Linked DNA regions of Zea mays: regions 1 and 3 are each linked to region 2. Evidence: chromatin contacts called from public Hi-C data. All regions are on one chromosome and are shown on one strand. The core of a region is the stretch at or near the end of the contact, and the rest is flanking DNA. Distances in the headings are between cores, read along the strand shown. Region 1 holds the start of LOC100193046. Region 2 holds the start of LOC100272872. Region 3 holds the start of LOC103645966 (Core-2/I-branching beta-16-N-acetylglucosaminyltransferase family protein).

Region 1 (4,530 bases), core at 1,938-4,437, 230 kb before region 2:
GCCTTTTATGAAACATGAACTCACTACCCAACCTAATTCTGCATGCAACATGAGTACATGAAACATGGTTTCCACTCAACTCACCACACATACTACTGAAATTGTGACCTGCCTTACCATTTCTGGCCCTGGACACTTTGGAGCCTAAGGAGACCAAAAACTCTGACCACCTGTACATAGTTACATACTTTTGTGAAAACTTGACCAGCCACAAAAGAATCAACAAAATTGCTAAACTTCGTTTATAAAAAATCCACCATCAAGCTTGTTAAATACTCATTTAAACACAGCAACCAGCAAAATTCTCCAAACAAAGAGATTTAAACCTTGTTACCAGTAACATGGCAAACCAAATACGAAGATGAAAGTTTATGCTAGCAGTTTAGCACAGTATGACCAGAATTTTTACTGAATCAACAAGTGCTGGAAGGAATGGTATGTGCCTTATTTACAATCCTTTGAATTCATGAAATGATTCTGCTTTAATAGCACACCTAAAGGAATACTATACTGCATAATTGTTTTGCTTCACATAAATTTGAGTGGAACTGAGGGCATACATAAACTGATTCCGTACGGAAAGCACAGCCAACTACATAGTCATGGTATCATTTATACATATATAGCAAAGAAGTTTTCAGCTTAACAGGGATAGGGGAGGGAATAATTAAAAGATGACACATAAGAAAGGGAATAACATGCAAACACAACATGCCAACATGGTAAGTGATAAGTAGCTGTTGTTGCGAAAGGGCCTCTAGCTGAGTTGCTTAGGTGGTTTGAGTAGCACTTCTCAGGTCCTGAGTTCGACTCAGCGTGGGAGCGAATTTTAGGCTGTGGTTAAAAAAATGTCCTCGTCCCACGCCAAAGCACATGTCTAAGGCCTGGTCCCGGTCGATGTCGTGTTCTCACATGGGCTACGGTGACACTGTGTATGGGTTTGGCAGGGGTTCCGGGGTTTTCTCGACCTGCGTGAGAAAGTATTTTTCTTAATATAATGCTCGGGGCTGACTTACCACTGCAGGTCGAGTTTTTTATAAGTAGTTGTTTCTGCCTTGCTATATCTCAGAAACTAGGCCATAGACAACAGAAAAAATAAGGGCTTTTCAATCTATTAGAACTAAATGTCATTACCAAATACCTTGGGGAATGTCATGTATTCTAAGTGTATAGATACATAACCAATCTCCATGCAGATTTCTTCAGGATTGATATGACAAGCGGCATGGTTATAAAAATGCAAGTCCATCTGATTTCTTGACCTGCGTGAGGTCTTTTTCTTAATATAATGCCCCGGGGCTGACTTAAACCCCCCTCCCTTTATAAGTAGCAGCTGTTTCTGCCTTGCTATATCTCAGAAACTAGGCCATAAACAGGAAAAAATAATGGCTTTTCAATCTATTAGAACTAAATGTCATTACCAAATACCTTGGGGAACGTCATATATTCTATGTGAAATAGATACATAACCAATCTCCATGCAGATTTCTTCAGGATTGATATGCCAAGCAGCATGGTTTTGCAATTCTATTTTTTATGATCCTATGGTTTGCAATCCTACCATTTGAGTTCCAATGCCATTAAGGATCACCATTTTTTTGACAAACTTATACGCCAACTACGATCATGACAATTCATGAAAGCATTCACTTGTATTTGTATACACTGAGCCTATGAAGTTGTGCTCACATGGTTGCGAGTCATCATTCACAAAATAATATATCAAAATTCTAAGAACCTGTTATGGAACACATAACCCTCCAACCTTCATAGCTACAACTACAAGAGCTAGATTGTGCAAGGGCACATTGCAGTACATTGGACTCACATTAAGTTATCAACAAACACAAGTTTCACCATCAGGTGAAGTTAAGACAGAAAACATACTCCTTTATAGCCCTGATGGTGAAACCTGTGTTTGTTGAGATTCTGGGTTGGTTTCAGGTTTTACCTTTGAAGGGGATGGGATTCTAGGAACCTTCCTTTTTTGTTTTTCCTTCTAGCGATGGGACTTATCAACTGAGAAACCGTGAAAAACCATCAACCCAGACTGGACTGACCCAACCATATATGTTATGAAACCAGCTACTAACCTGTGCAGAGCTACCCAACCCAGACCAGAGTACATGCACACGGCTTGGTTTGCGAACCCGCTCAAACCTGCACAAACAGGACCATGAACAGGCCTACTCCTTTACATCAACTTAAGTTTTGAAACATTTCAACTTCATCCGTGCAAACAATGCACCAATAAGTTCTAGACCTATTTCATCGCATCAAAACTCATAAAGGAACAAAAATGTTGGGAACAACACTTGCATTGCATTGGAGAGGCCCCATCTCTGAAACACCGATAACCATCCACCCAAAACTAAAACGAACCAATTATGCGTCCAACGTGGACCTGAAGTTAGCACGCATCAATCCAATATAAACAATCATTTAGCTAACCATGTATAAAAATAAAAGTGCACCCCAAAAATTTCTTGCACAACTTGCAAACCCCCCACCCCCAAGAGTACCGAAACTTACTATGATTCAGTGACAAATCAAAACTATGCAGCCCTAACACATCATCATTTCGCAACCCCAATGAAATGCTTGCTTAATCCACCTCACCTCCCACAAAGTACGCCGCGGATGGACACCCCCGTACGGTAGTGAAGCTGAACGCCTCCTCCTCCGTCATCGCCGTGGCGCCCCTCGCGGTGTACACAGCCGCGCCGAGGAGACTCGCCACCCCGAGCGGCCGCGGCAACGGCGGGACCCAGTAGGATGCCCCGGGCACGAAGGGGAGCCATTCGGGCGCCGCCCGGCGCACGAGCACCCCATAGATGGCGTCCTCCAGGCGCCGCGACCCCATCTGCGCCTGAACCGTGGCTGAGTCGCCCTCGCCTTCCCCTCCGGATGAAGAGGCAGGGGACTCCTCGGATAGGTCGATCTCGACGAACTCCACCTCGTCCGACAGCGCACGGGAGGGGCAGAAGCGTAGGGCGGATGGCGTCCCCGAGGGGCGGGCCAGCGCAAGGGCTCGCGCCGCGAGCAGACGAGCCATGGATGACGGAGCGGGGCGGTAGAAGGATTTCGATGGGCGGTGATGGAAGTGTCGAGACGGGCCGCGGGAGGCGGAGATACGGGCTGCATTAAACGTACAGAAGGGCCAAACTGAAAAATAAGAAAAACACACGGACTTCAGCAGTTGCAGTGCCGGCTGCCTCCCTCTCGCGTGCGCTCGCCCTGTGCCTCTCGCGTGCGGAAGCTAGGCAAACCGCCGGCGCCCTAGCTAGGTGCCCAGGCCATCGTCGGTCCCTTCGCCAAGCCATCGTCGGGGTCTCGGGGATTAGCACCCGCACCCACAAGGTATGCGGATCCTTACTTTTCCATTCCTGCTGTGCGAAACCGAGAACCCGAACCCTAACTTAGCTATTTGTATCCGGATCTGATCAAATTACAAGCCTATGCATGTACATTTTTTTTGCAAAAATTATTGGGTTGTACACCGATCTGCCTTACGGGGCACGTTCCTGATCCAGGCCGCTAGCATATTTTGTTTCTTCTAAAAATCTTCTCTAATATGTGTTTCCTCCTGATGGTGATGATAATACTGCTATGTGCTGTTGTTGCTGGTGATGATAATCCAGATGGCCACACCGAACGGTCCTTCTGCTTCTCCGATGGTGTACCCTGTCTACCTTTCTGGGGTATTTCCCCAGCAAGGCGGGGATGATCAGGCTCAAGGTCCAGGGATATATGCCATACAACAGAACCAGTTAGCAGCGGCGATGGGAATGGGTTGCTATGCTCCAACCACACTCATTCCCCTCACTTACAATATCCCAACGTAAGTTGTTACCCTTTGGTACTGAACAATATGCTACGTCTGCCTATTTTGTACAATCAATGAATTGGTGAGATCTGCTCGCGTGCCATTGCAGTAGTCATTGTAAGTCAGCTTATGCAAGTAATATATGCAGTCATAAAATTGTACTGTTGAAAACCTTGGACACATTTGGGTGGCTGTATCGAACTAGTGTGATGAGGGGTTCATAGTAGATATGTTGAGATTTAGGTACTTTTTCCGTTGGCCCTTGGTAGAAATTTTATGATTAAAAGCATGCTCAGCAGCAGCAGTATACAATATAATCTTACTTTAAGGATTATGAGATCCTTAGATCTTCATTTGAATTATACTTTATACGTACCTCGTTTAGGATCTGTTATGAGGTGGCGACAATCTTGGGTAACCGAAAAAACAGTGAGTCAACTTTCACTATTGTATCTGTTTCCATGAATTATTTGACATGCACCTCATTTGTTCTTGAAGCAACATTCATTACTAATTAACTCAGCAATTAGATATGTACAGAAAAAAACTCCCACAGTCCCACTTAGGGCTGGGCATATTTTTCCCAGACACCAATTACCGACCTGAAACCGAACTAACCCAAACTATTAGTTGTTCGGCATGGGATCGGTTTTGATTTCTTGATACCTCAGTGATCGGCTTCGGTGTCAGTGCTTAGGCCTGAC
Region 2 (4,393 bases), core at 1,424-3,923:
TCAACTCGGTAAATGTATACAATATCAGTAAACTTACCGCCGCAGAAGAACTGAGCCCTGAACTATCAAGACCTTTCACACCAGAAATATATCCTATGATACCCTACAAGAAATCATTTGCCAAAATTTTTGAAGTACAACACAATCTGTACTGTGTAAGAGATAAACATGATGGATTACCTTCCTTAGATCATATCCACTATTCTGCAGTGCACTAACAGCACCTTTTGCATAACTTCCCCAGTTTATGTTCTCAGGTTTATCAATAGGCTTTTGCAAGTCATCAACTCTGTTGGGAAAGAAAAGGATTGAATGTGTATGATCATCTTAGCTTGGTGTTATTGGAAATTGGGAAGCTTAAATAAGCAAGGATTCAGGTATAAGAACTACAGTGTAACACAGAGTGATCTAGAGTATTTCTTAGGCAATGTTGTCCCACAGATGGGGCTAGTTTTCAATGTTAGGAGCACTGAAACACAGTGAAAACTTTGATCAAGGAAAACATATTTTTTACGGTGTTACCTGAATCTTATAGCACCTTCAAACTGACCAGAATGAAGTAAAACCTGAAAGAAAAATAAAGGTTGCTGACATTATAGATAATATAGCACTGTCCTGAACCATGAATGATAGTGCACAAGATAGGTTCTGCTTGCGATGCATTTTTACCAAACAAGTAAATAAGCAGACATGAATACCAAACCACGGAGTGACGAGGAACCAAGGCAGTGTAATATATTATTTCAGGACAAAGAAGCTAACTTGATTTTTTTATGAGAAAGTTAGGTAAAATGTAGTAATTTACCAACCTCAGAACCATTAGAGGGAACGAAACCAAGGAGTACTCCATAATTTATGGTCATAGCTGTGACTACTCCACCCTGCCAGATTGCAAACAAGAATGTAGATAACAATTATGCTGTGATGACTGTCTAGACACTGTTTGAAGTTACTAATCAATTATTATTGTAATAGTATAACACTCGAGCATTATCAAACTGAATTTATGGGTTCATGCACTATAGTTAGATTAACTTTGCCTTAAGTCTTGAAAACATTTTACCAAAATTACTATAAGGCATAGTGTATTCAGGCTTCATATTCTAAATGAAAATACCAGAACATGTTCTAAACAATACTCAAGTGGTTTTTTTATTATTGGCACTTGGCAGTGATCAATTGTCACCACTATGTCAAGCCATAAAGCTTGTTCATTACTGAACATAGCTTGATCCAACTTGCAAACATTTGCCCAGGGAGTGTCCTAATGATGTCCTGGAAGTCATCTAAAGCCTGGTCAATGTTGGAGGTGGTACCATGTCAATATATATATATACAGAATAATACTGCAATATTACCATTTATATGGAAACAACGTGGTCTCTGGAACATGCTATGTGTAACTGTGTTGCCTGAATTACGATTGAATAAATATCGATGGCCAAACTGGGATAAATTTAACTAAGATGTACTTTAATTGTGACTTTATCTTCTGATAAAATATGAACAAGATAGTAACACAAGGTCACCTGATGATCAATATGAGCCCCCAAAGGGCAAATTCTGTAGGGGCAAGCAGCAACCATAACCTCTTGTTCATCCCTTCCACTAATCTCCACCACCTTCTTCCGTACAGTGTCAAGCTGCAATACCAGCAAACATATGTAAAAGGAAAAACATTGCAATAGACTAACTAACAAGATTAAGTTAAGGTCGGCCACCCTACACTAACATGGGGTTTCCCATTTGAGATCATGCAACTTTGACAAGATCAGTTCCAGTCCCATTTGTTCAGCTAGGTACATGATCAGGTGGGGTCATCGGAAACTAATATGCACGCATCCTTCCTGTCCACAGAAATGGCCAGTCATATCGTTGTTGCTTATTTGAAAGTTGAAACCAGGAAAATTCAGGCTGTTCTGAGACCAGATGAAAGCTACAGGTCATTATACCCAGACTCGAACCAACAATGAGAACCCATTATCCCAACAAAAGCATAATGAATATATATCCTCTCCTTTTGTTTTATCAATTAAAAGGGAAATAATGGAACCTTACTTTCCACTACTAGACACGTCATCAGAAAGCAAAAGCGGGGTACGATATTATCCCAAATCAGTCGAGTATCACTAACTACCACCCAGCATTTTCCCAATCAACTCGAAGCTAAGAAAGACGTCTCAGGAGCATAAGCTTAATAATCAAAAGAGATGCATCTGGAACAAACAAAAAACGGCATGAACGGATCCAGATAAACTACTAATCAAGTGACGAGTAAATCAAGTAGTGTCTGCCAACTGGAGCCGCCTTCGATGGGCGTCCCCGGCCATAAACAATCTGAAATCGCCGGCCGCGGCTTCACCTCTGGATCCCCCGAGGCGGCAAAACCCACGCGGCCGCGAGATCGCAACCCAGCAACGCACGCACGCACGCCCGTCGCCCGCAGCCGGCAGCCCCATGCGAATCCCCGCCCCCATGTCGGTGGAATGCCGCACGCAACCTCTCACCTCCTCCGCCGCCGGCCACCGCGACGGACCTCCTCCTGCTCCTCCCCCCGGCGCCACCATTCCTATTCCGCCCGCCGGTGGCTGCGGCTGTGGTCTCTGTCTCCCGCGCGCGTGGTGGCGGCGCCGGCGCGGCTCGTGCGAGAGAGAGAGAGAGAGCGGCGCGGTTGGCGAAGGAGATCGTAAGTGGTGCTCTTAAAAAACGTACGTGGTGGGATCGGGGGATTTGCTTTGCCCCCGTGCGTTTCGACCGTCCGGTCGGCGTGTCGTTTTGCTATAGGTCGCGTGAACTCGTCGGCGTCTCCGGATTGGGTCGAGTCGAGGTGACCATGGCTCCAGTGGAGGCTGCTGCCTGCTGTAGAGTAATTTTTTACTCCCGCGCCGCGGGTGCTTCTCTTCTTTGGTGGCCTGTGGCCTGTGGGGTCTATTGGCGATGTACTAGCGAAGTGGATCACGGGCACGGGGACAAATGACAGAGCAAACGGTTGGTTTTGGTTCTTTGTGCAGTGAGCTCGTGATCCGCCGCCGTCGCGTACGGCGATGCTTGGTTTTTTCTTCTCAGAAGAGGTCACGCACGCGTCAAGGACCGCTCACGTTTGCTCGTCGCCACGGAGGCCCGCTCCAGGTTTGCTTTGACGCAGTCATGGCCCAGTTGGACAGAGATTGTTCTGAGCCGTCACGGGTCTAGTCGGCCCCATCCGACGGCAGCATACGCAGGGAGCGCTAGTCTGGTTTGGCCCACAACACGCGTGACGCCCAGATTGCTTGAGAGATAAGGCCCAAGCGGCAAGCGCTGGACGGTCGTTGCAGATCGACTGAATTATTCAGTCACGGCGGCATATGCACAAATATACAGGATTGAAACAGGATATAATAGTAAACTAGGTATGTGCCCGTGCTTGGCTACGTAAGTTAAAAATTAGTACACTTATTCGGTGATGGTCTAAGAGCTGTGACAACTGCAAATGCTACAATATTTACTTTTTATATAACGTGACGTAGCAGCATCAGCTACTGCTGCAGGGGCAGCAGCCGAACGCTAGTCCAGCAACCAAACAATATGAGTATAAAACATCAATACATAACGACAAATGTCACAATGATATATAAATCCATAGTACAATGAGATTCAAATATTCTATGTGACACGTACTAAACTTTAGTCTCTGGAACTAAACATCCCTTATCTATGATTAATACCACATCTCTTCACGATTGAAACGAATAGCTAGATCAAGGGTTGGTCTGCTACCAACAGACTGGCCATACAGAACAATGTCTTCTTCCCTGGTTCCATAAACGTTCACAAGACACTTATATGTATGGGTGACAATAGACTCTAAATTTTATACTATAAAATTACACTATATTCTACGTTTTCTTCATCCCAATTCAAAGATCTTTTGATGCTCCCGTGGCATACTACAAGATATGAAACGCTTGTCTTCATTTAAGGTCCTATCTGAATCAGAAGGCATATCTCTTTCCCTTGCAAAAGCAATTGGATCCACGGGTCTAGAGATTACACCAAGCAAGCAGTAAACAACATAGAACATAACAACATGATAATAAAAGGCTTCTAAATAATGTGCTCATTTAAACATACATAGTGGAGAAATCCCCAAAATGGCATACTTGGGTGCAAAAGAAAAAGAGATGAACTAACCCATGTGCATTATATCCTGCGATGATAAACAAAGAATCATCCCAAAAAACCTTAAGCTGCACTTAAAGGTTGATATCTCTAGTTTCAAACAGATGAAGCAACAAAGGCATGTTTGTTCACTCGTCATTACTGTGATTTTACTTATATTATATTTGTCAACAATTAACACGCCTTGTTTATCCTGGTCTATCTAGTCCTCAATCTATGTTTACCAGATATATAG
Region 3 (4,367 bases), core at 52-2,551, 210 kb before region 2:
CTACAAACAACCAGCAGCAGAGCAGTACAGAGACACATGCACCAGCACCACAAGCAAAGGAGGAACGACCAGACACCCACACACACTCACATGTCAAGGCCTAGTTGTATTAGAAGAAAACTACTATACAATATTAGTGTTTGAATCTCAGAGGTGGTTCTACTGAAATCCTAGCTGTATAGCATATATGCAAAGGGCCAATATCAGTTATGAAAGCCATTCACTTTGCAAGGGCTATGATGAATGCATGAATCTACCAGCAGAACAAACAGGGGATGTTTACCTCAAAGAACTTTTCCCACAACCTTTCAAATGGCAGTGTCCCCGGAGTCAAGAACATGAAAGCTATTTTTGAGTTCTTAGATCGAACAGGAGGTGTTGTTAAGATCTGTCTGAAAACAACACGCGAGGCCCTCTCCTCATCAGTGAATTCCCTGGCTGGTTCCGCAGGGAGCCTACCAGGAAGCCAATCTCTCACAGGAGAGGTGTAACGCGGGGGAGGATACAGATAAGCCCAGACTAGTGCGACGAAGATAAAAGCTGCAACGGCGAGCATCCACGCGCGCCTTCTCGTGGCTGCCCTCGGGCGAGGAAGTGGGACGGCCTTCATATCCTTAATGCCCAGCTGCCAAACTTGATGCAACTTCATCTATTTAAGCTTCACAGCTCTCATTACTCTCGGACTCCACCAGTGTGGTGAAAAATGGTCGGCAGATAATTCCTTCTCGCTTGTACAAGCCCGTCTGCAACAGAACAGTACAACGGTTTGGTTGATCAGAATGACAGTAAGTTAAGGTTATAAATGAAGCAGGGGACGGACCCAATCACCCTCACCCAATATAGTACACTGTGAGGTGATTTTTGCAGAGGAATCGAAGTTAGCAGGGGAATTCAGTATTTCAGTTGGCATGCACTTGTAATTGCATTAAATCAGATCCGATCACCCGAATACGAATACTGGTTTGCATTAGGGTTTAGGTGGGTGCTCGGTTCCGCGCATCGTTAAGGGACGAGGGTAGGCATACCTGGTGGGTGCTTGTCGCCGGCGAAGGGCCTGGGCAGGAGGCGGCGGCGCCGCGGCCGCGCGCGAAGTCGTCGCTGGCAGAAACAAGAGGACGCGAGAGAGAGCTTCGGCGGGCGCGGTCCAACGCGCAAGAGGATCAGGAATCAGGTCGTGCCAAGGTCCAACGCTCTGATTGATATACGTGCGTGACAGCGTGAGGTCTTGGGAAGGGGGCGCGACCGGCGCGGCGGCTGTGACCCGCGACCGCGACGAGAAAAACGGAAGGGGGGAGACTGGTAGAGACGAGGGAAGGAACGAGGCGGTTGGATTTGCTTGTTTGTTTTGGTTTGATACACGCCAAAGATGTTGCTGCATTCCCCCTGGTTTCGTTCTGAAATTTTAATTTGGCAATTCATTGTTATATATTTTTTAAGAGCATCTCTACTAGTTTTGTAAAAAAAAACTTGCTACATATAGGTCTCCACTAGTTTAAAAAAATCTCCCTACATAAAGATGCAGTGAGTTACTTACTAAATAATATAAAGAGTAAAACAATTATGTGTTCTCTAAGAGCAACTCCAGTAGTTACTTAAAAAATAGCTCCTTAAATTGTAGCGTTGGGAGTTGGTAAACAAGGGTTGGGCATAAAAAATTTTGTGATCTCCAATTGTTTCTTATATTTAGGTAGTAAATTAAATTTGAAATTGGTTTTGTGGGCCAGGTCCTCTATTCCTTTCCGTTTCCATCATCCCGTCTTTTTTTCATTTCCTTCCCCCGGCTGTTGCATGTTACACCGTCGCGAGGCCAAATCTACCTAGCGCCCAGCAAGGTTCGGCTGCCCAGCGATGTGATCTGCCGGCCACCACCGCCCAGCAATCTTATAATTTATGTCGGTGTATATTCAACACTTGCAATTTTAATTTACTCATAGCAAATCTGTTTGTAAATTCAGGCGATGAGTGCAAATAAATTGTTGTCGTCACGAGTTTTGGATGAATGATGATGATTATTTCATACTTTGTGCTGCACAAATCATCCAAAGTTACTCTCAAGAGAGGGGGAGGCCATTTTACTGATCCATATAGTTTTACAGTAGGTATTGTGCATTAGAATACTGAATCCTATCCCATCAGAAAACGAGATGAACCAACCAAGAAAACAAAAACAAAACATGTTATTGTGATGGCTTCAACCTATGTGCGTCGTCGGTGAGGTGGCCCTGCTGGAGCCTAGGACCGGCTATAGGGAACTGTGGTGGCTTTCGGGACCTAGAGGCGGGTACCGGCGGCGGCTGCGACCTGTGAGAGAAACAGGCGTCCCGGTAGCAGGGAGACAGAGCCGCCGGCTACACGAATTAGAAAACGACGGCAAGAAACGCACCACCGGTAGCAGCAGGGGATGGGTTCCTGATGGAGGGGAGTCGGACTGGTGGCTGAGCAACCGAACCTGGCGACGGGAAAGCGAAACGGACATGGCGGCTGAGCAACCTGGACGCCGGCGGGGAGGAAAAAAAAGGGCGCGAGACAGACCGACAGGGAAAGCCTACACACGAATTTTTTTTATTTCGGGAGTGGTAAAAGAATAGCTATATTTGAAGAGTACATAGGGTTGAATTAGAAGTTGATAAATTTGGGGAGCTGTTTTAGAGAATTGTTGGAGAGATGTTTCCATACCAGTTCTTCAAAATTTTGATTTAGGGAGTTCTTTTAAGTAACTACTGGAGTTGCTCTAATATTCTCTATATTCAGTTGTCAAATAGTTTTTATACACCTGTATTTCGGGAGTGAACAAAAGGTTACAACATTTAGCAATAATATGAGGTTAGCTACAAACTTTATAAATTTACTCACCTCTTTTACATACCTGTTGGAATATCCTAACTTTATAAATTTAGCCACTTGTTTTACATAACAGTTGGAGGACCTTTTTTATTAACAACTTTTAAAATTTGTACTTAGAAACTTATTTAGAGAACTATTATAGATGCTCTAACGACATTGGGCTGTCCCGATTGTTCATCCACTCGTGTTTCCGAGTCTCCACTTGCTGCATCATCATTCTCCAACCCAACGCTATTTAAGATTTTGTAATTGTGCGTCCAGCATCATCTAAAGCTTATGATTGGGAAATTTATTGGACAGCCAGGATCGTTCAGCCACTGCTATTTTAAGGATTCTCGACGTCATTAGATGCCTTTATAATAATATAAATAGGACCAAGCTTTCTCTCAATTTTTATACGGCTCTTTTTTTTCAATGTTACATAGACGTCTACGTGCACGACAAGCGTGCAACATCTTCCTCTCCTTCGTCGCGTGCACGCTAAGCGTGCGGTGCGGCCATTGCTAGACCGACCGGTGGCCGTCTGAATCGACCCGAGCCAGGCATTTCCAACCTGACAAGAGCTTCCACTGGCACCCCACCGCGCGCGCCCGCACCAGGGTCAAGCAGAAGCGGAACCAGGGGAGCATGGGCCATGAGCCTAGGGCTGGATATCGAGCCAGCTCGGCTCGGCTCGACTCGTTAAGGTAGCGAGCCATAGAGTCAGCTCGGCTCGGCTTGTTTACGAGCTCGAGCTGACTCGTTTAGCTCGTGAGCCAGAGCAGAAAAAAATAATATGTGTATAACAATCAATTTTTAGTTAATTTTAAGCTAATTTAACAACATAAAATAGTAATTATACTAATAGTTTCACAAACCGCATCAATATAACACCAAATTAACACCACTCATCACTCATCAATTCACTATTCACACACATGTTCAGCAGTTTAACTCACACTTATATTCGCATAAACCAATTTCATATATAGACATAATTCATCAATCATTAGTTTAACTTATAGGTTATATACATCACACATACATATAACATATTCATCAATTGTTACGTACATGATATGTATATAGTTTTGTTTTGCTGAAATGTGATAGCTCGTTTAGCTCACGAGCTGGCTCGTTAACAAACCGAGCTGGCTCGTTAAGAAACCGAGCTGGGATGCTAGCTCAGCTCGTGTAAAAATTCAAACGAGCCGATCCGAGCCGAGCCGAGCTGGCCACGAGCCGAGCGAGCCGACGAGCCGCGAGCATGCCGTGCCGCGTCCGTTCCGTTGGGGGTGGCCAAGTTTTTTTTTTCCTTCATTTGTTGGTCGTTGACATTCGAAGGAAGGAGCTGCCAGCGCGTTCGACGGCTCCGCTGTCCAGGAAGGAAGTTTCCATTGTTCGGCGTCGTCAGCTCTCACACCTGACGCAGGGACCAGGGAAGGGAAGAAGGAAAAACGTTTCAGACCGTCACGTGTCGCGCGCTGTTTCTCTTCAGGCTCGCAGTTTCTGAACTTTCTGACGGGGAACGGGTCTCGAGACGA

The links. A called contact is a pair of places that touch in the nucleus more often than the background predicts.
Region 1: a contact with region 2 is called in a Hi-C map of ear, with 2.4 times the contacts expected there. The contact joins the promoter of LOC100193046 here to the promoter of LOC100272872 in region 2. A contact is called at or near these places in 3 of 25 Hi-C or Micro-C datasets (bundle sheath, ear and an unstated tissue).
Region 3: a Hi-C map of leaf shows a contact between it and region 2, with 2.2 times the contacts expected there. The contact joins the promoter of LOC103645966 here to the promoter of LOC100272872 in region 2. A contact is called at or near these places in 10 of 25 Hi-C or Micro-C datasets (bundle sheath, ear, leaf and 3 more).

The regions. Positions count from the first base shown.
Region 1 is chr2:11,892,793-11,897,322 of Zm-B73-REFERENCE-NAM-5.0, reverse strand. LOC100193046 reads left to right here and starts at 3,187. Exons shown (of 5, transcript NM_001138214.1): 1 at 3,187-3,360; 2 at 3,642-3,841. The coding sequence starts at 3,642. LOC103645967 reads right to left here and starts at 3,108. Exons shown (of 3, transcript NM_001351122.1): 1 at 2,620-3,108. The coding sequence starts at 3,055.
Region 2 is chr2:11,667,102-11,671,494 of Zm-B73-REFERENCE-NAM-5.0, reverse strand. It overlaps LOC100272872, which reads right to left and starts at 2,673. Exons shown (of 14, transcript NM_001360152.1): 1 at 2,508-2,673; 2 at 1,530-1,643; 3 at 810-881; 4 at 523-566; 5 at 181-289; 6 at 38-103. The coding sequence starts at 2,567. It overlaps LOC118471904 (translation initiation factor IF-2), which reads right to left. Exons shown (of 7, transcript XM_035965182.1): 7 at 3,587-4,393.
Region 3 is chr2:11,870,783-11,875,149 of Zm-B73-REFERENCE-NAM-5.0, reverse strand. It overlaps LOC103645966 (Core-2/I-branching beta-16-N-acetylglucosaminyltransferase family protein), which reads right to left and starts at 1,301. Exons shown (of 11, transcript NM_001351119.1): 1 at 1,026-1,301; 2 at 284-743. The coding sequence starts at 649.